2 separate regions of the Arabidopsis thaliana genome follow, and region 2 is linked to region 1. A link is a contact called in public capture Hi-C data. All regions are on one chromosome and are shown on one strand. The core of a region is the stretch at or near the end of the contact, and the rest is flanking DNA. Distances in the headings are between cores, read along the strand shown.

Region 1 (2,573 bases), core at 55-2,554:
CTCAACAACCCTATCATCCCCTTCAGCGAGTATCTTTAGTAGCTCTTCTGCGAGTACCTGGCATTGTTGTGGATCAATCTGCTGTTCATACGCTTGAGAGATCTTTCTCTGGAGCCAATATGCATCAATGTCTTGAACATTAAGATTTGTGCCCTCATTGGCATCTCCTGCATCCTCATCATTTATCCCTGCATCAACCTGCATGCCTCCAGTTCTGGTAGGCTCATCATCCTCCTCATCATCATCCTCTTCAACCATATCAGGATCGCTTTCCTCATCATCTTCTTCATTCTCCTCAAATTCAACAGCCACGCCCAAATCATCATCAAGCCCTTCATCATCATTAGCTCTACCACCACCAGAATCACCACCCTCTTGGAAGTCCGTGATTAACTTTCCAATGGAAACAAGCTGATCAAACTCATGGTTTTCAATCTTGTTCAGCAACTTCTCAATCTCCATCTTTTTCTCAGGGTTTCTAAATGCGTCATTCTTGAGAACAGCCAAAATCTCATCCGCTGCACCACTAACAATACTCGGAGGTTGCCCACCCAACTGCTTCTGGATAAGACCAAGCATGGCTTCATAAGCAGCCCTCGTCTCCTTAGTCTTCGGCTGATAAACCGCATCATCAGTATCAGTCAGCACACTCTCTTCCCTTAGACGCCGCCTCTTACTCTGCCTAATATTTACCATATCATCTACAACATCACGTTCCTTCTTCTTAGACTTTTTCAGCTTATCCTCCAACTCCTGAGGCCTTCCCTTAGCAACACGGTCACCAAAAGACCTCGGATCGATTTTCCCCCACAGAGTTTCCGGTTCTCCTGTAGGCTCATGAGTATCCCGAGGTCTATTATCAGTAGTTAACACCAGACTAGAATTGGCTCTGTACTCATACTGCTTGAACCTGGCATGTGCTTCCGCACCGCCTCCCAAGTTCGCCATCTACCAATCCGAAAACCTAGAAACCAAATCAAACAGGAACAAAAAAAAATACACAATGTTAACCTCAAATCGAAGAAACGAACCAAAAGTGAAACGAAGAAGCTCCCAGAGATGATAAACCCTAATAAAACCACACCCAAATCGAGGAAACGGAGATTAAAAAAAACTTACAGAAACAGCTACGAAAATCTCTTCTTAGCTTCACTCTCTGCAACGAATCAATCCAGTAGAAGAAACCCTAGTAGGAGACTCAGATCTCTCCCTTCTCACGTCCTCTATCTCCTAATAATCGACCTAAATGACTAAAGGAGACACTCCTTCGTTTATTCGACTGCGAATTCTTTCTATAAGCTAGCGATACCGCCTTAAGGTGGAAAACTTTAACGATGCCGTTTTGAAACTATGGATCCAATAACGAAACCGACTCTGTACATGGATTGGGCTGGGCCTGTACATACTTCCTAAGCCCAACGTAATAAGACAATGGTCTCATGCTTTCTTTTGCGTTTGTTAATTTGAGAATGAATGCAAGTGTTTTTGTTTATTATAAGAATTAAAATTGTCAAAATATTAATACCTCAACATTAATAATCGCTGACAAATATAATGTGTGTGTAATAATGAACAAGGAATGGGAAAAACTTTAAATGGTGACAATGACATGGAGGCTGATTACTTTGAATGCAATCTTAGATTAGTAAAAGATGGCACATGTATATGAGACGAAGGTTCATGTGTTATCATGTGAAAACTGGGCAGTCCATAAAAATATCCAAAAAATTTATATATATGTCTTTGTTTATTTTTGTCAAATCTCTAAAGAGATCTATTGATCTTAGTGATAATATAGTTTTCAAACATGCAACACGTATAATTTATAGTTTTGTATTAAAAAGAGTTCTCATGTTATATATCGATATAACAAGAATCAACTACCATAACAACATGACAAAGTACAAGAAAAACTCACTCCATCATTAAAACTCTTGTTTGGAAAGAAAAAAACTCAACCGGTGACTAAATTTTTACTTTCTTTTACTCTTTAAGGAAATACAGAGAATGGTGACAAACAAACAAAACAGTAATTTAATACAGAAAATTGACTAATCACGCATCAGTCATCACATAAGTAGGCGTGTGAAATATTGAGACGTGGAAAATCAAAATGTCCCAAAAAGGCCATGTGTGGAAATCCACGTAACAAGAGCATCATATTCAATTATGTATTTTTGTTTAATATTCTAAAACAAAACTGTTTTTTTAAGAGTTTACCAAGATTAATTAATATCTAAAATTATGCTAAACCACTTCAATTTTTTTTGTTTTAAAGCGATGTTATTTTTGTTACTGCACATATACAACAAAACAAATTACGTATATATAAACAACTAAGAACTCTCGTCCGCCTAAATTCGGTTTAAACATCCATGTAAGCACCTATTGCGGATTAGAGGGAGCATCGATCATGTGACATAGTGTGGCTCCATTATCTTTAAAGTTTTGCCGGAGTTAATTATTTATGACAAAATTGGTGTACTTTATTCCAAGATTTAATAATATTTTTTATTATTTATTTGTTTTACTTAATAATACTTTTTATTCAAAAGTGTAAACACAAAGTAACA
Region 2 (2,573 bases), core at 50-2,549, 140 kb after region 1:
AAAACAACTAAATATAAGTGGTCGGATCAGTATCGTGAGACAGGGGAGATTGAACACTTGCTCGGCGTTCAAATCTTGTCAGCACAAGGCGAAACCAGTAGCAGCATTGGCTATGACAGCATCAGAAATGTAACAACATTGGACATTGAAGCTGGCCGTTGATATTAATGCTCTGACAAAATCACATGTATATCTTTTGTTTGTAAAAAAAGAAAGTCATTTCCTTGTTGCTTCATCAATAATGCTTTGACAGATTTGTTTGTACATCATCAATAATCATGTTCATATTTTCCTTTACTTGGTATACTAACCAGTAACCGATCTGGTTATTGGCAAATTTAAAACTCTTGTGTTAAATTTTAGTTCATAAAAATCTAATTCCATATGAGATTGATAATATACAGATATAGCTTCAAACACATCTCAATAAGAAACACTAGAATCCCAAAAAAAAACATAGGCAAAGAAGAGAAAAGTTATGATCATAAACCTGCTTCCTAAATTCTTCATCTACTGTACCACTTCATCATCGATTCTGCATCTTTGACCATAGCGAAAGCTTCGTGAAGTGACGGAGGAGGTTTCTGGAACATGATTTTTGTCGTCACAGCCTCGAAGCCTTGGTTCAACTTCAACCCCATCAAAAACTCGTAACGCTGCTCCTTCTCTCTCGCCTCTTCAGCTCGTTTAGTACACTCGCAATTGCAACCACCGCATTTACACTCCGGTATAGGAGCATACTCCGACAACTCCATCCAAACTTTACTCAATTTCCCAAAATACTCCTCAACAGAGTCACCACCTTGCCTGAGCGTCGCGAGTCTCCGACGAAGCTGATAAATCTTCAAATCAACACAAGGAACGAATACACGTCTGAGATCTTCCCACATTTTATGAGCAGTCTCCGCGTACATAACAGATTCTAGAAGCTTATCGGTCATCGAATTCATCAGCCAATACATAACCATTGCGTTGCATTGTTCCCATGGCTGATAGAGCGGAGAGAAAGGGTCTGGCTTCGGGAGAGTACCGTCGATAAACCCGAATTTTTTCGTGACTCGGAGGAAAGAGCGAAATCGAATTTTCCAGGCGACGTAGTTGTCTTCGTCTTTGCTGAGTTTTTGGATAGAGAAATCGGAGGGATGATGAATATCGGGAGGGAGATAATACGGTGAATCGGGGTCTGATGTTGGAGATACGCTCTTGATAGTTTCCGCCATTGTCGTCGCTGCTCTGAGAGTCTCTCTCTGCTTCCAAATCCTAGGGCTTGCTTTGTATCCCTTTCGATTTTGACTTTTTTAGTCTCAAATAAAGAAATAATTTTCCAAAATAAGAAAAGTCGCAATTTTTTGTAAACAGTTGGGCTTAATGGGCCTTGTATTTCCCCTCCCTAGCCCAAAGTTTCAGGGATTACCTTACCCATTAAAGGACCCCGCGCATCATTGGGATATGATCTTGTTGGTCATTAATCAAAGCGTTGAACCTGGTGTCTTCACATGACCTGTATCTTGGTTTTGGAGGACAAGAAACATCAAAAACACGTAATCAGTTTACCAAAGCTCCTTATTACCGTGTAACCAAGGGACTTTGCATCTATGGTTCCATCTATTATGGTGCTTGGGCCCCTAGACTAAGAATGGATCCGGTGAATGGTGATTGTGTGTTTTCATGTTAGATATGAGAGGCTAAGTTTTATCAAAGTGCCTAGGGATGTTTTGGTTCGGGAGTGTGAATCAATATTGATAGAATACAAAGGGAAGTTAGCTTCCATTGCTAGAAACCCTTTAAGCTTCTCTAGTTTTGATTTGTGGATACTAGAGAATGTCAAGAAACATGTTGGTCCAAGCAAACATTTGAGCTTCCTTTCCCTTTGGTCAATATGACTTCTCCTGGCACCAACAAGGCTGGTGAAATCATTTTTGCCCCAAAATCTCTCCCACCCATTCTTCAACCCTTCTTCATTTTCTAGTACAATGTAGGAAAAAAGACATCAGAAGAGTTAGGCTCCATGGAATTGCAGACGAGAAAGAGTTTTGTCGCCGATGTGGACTCAATGACTCATACACGATATCTGCGTCTCTATCTCACCCGAACATGTTGAAACTATTGCCTCTTTGTAATGTGTTTTTCTTTAAGGACCTTAATGTAGGAGAAAGTGGGGACAAGTCAACGGAACCAAGTCAAGAGAACATCTCAAGAATGGAGTGTGTTTTCTTATATTTAAGAAGCAGATGCTTTGGAGAGATGAGAGAAACCAATTTAGAGAGAAAAAGAGAAGGAGAATATGAAGTTTGCGATTGAGGGTACAGGAAAGGCCAAGGATGAACGAAGTAGCTGCAGAGTTAGAGACCTTGAAAGTCAAAACAATTAAAACATAATCAGTATCCTGAGACAAGGGAGATTGAACACTTGCTCGGTGTTCGAATATTATCAACACAGGGAGATACCAGTAGCCGTAGTTATGACAGCATCAAGAATATTGGACATCGGAGCTCTGACAAATTCACACATGTCTTTTGTTTGTAAAACATGAATCCTACTTCTTTGTAATTGCCTCATCAAATTATGTATTG

What was found. Capture Hi-C pulls out chosen DNA fragments and counts their contacts.
Region 2: a contact with region 1 is called in a capture Hi-C map of seedling, with 1.7 times the contacts expected there. A contact is called at or near these places in 1 of 26 Hi-C or Micro-C datasets (root) and 1 of 3 other capture datasets (seedling).

Annotation. Positions count from the first base shown.
Region 1 is chr1:7,308,967-7,311,539 of TAIR10.1, forward strand. emb1507 (U5 small nuclear ribonucleoprotein helicase) reads right to left here and starts at 1,305. Exons shown (of 5, transcript NM_101949.5): 1 at 1,120-1,305; 2 at 1-964. The coding sequence starts at 948.
Region 2 is chr1:7,447,184-7,449,756 of TAIR10.1, forward strand. It overlaps AT1G21280 (Copia-like polyprotein/retrotransposon), which reads right to left and starts at 1,300. Exons shown (of 1, transcript NM_101980.3): 1 at 307-1,300. The coding sequence starts at 1,220. The coding sequence ends at 507. WAK2 (wall-associated kinase 2) reads left to right here. Exons shown (of 3, transcript NM_101979.4): 3 at 1-1,300. The coding sequence ends at 162. It also overlaps the pseudogene AT1G21286.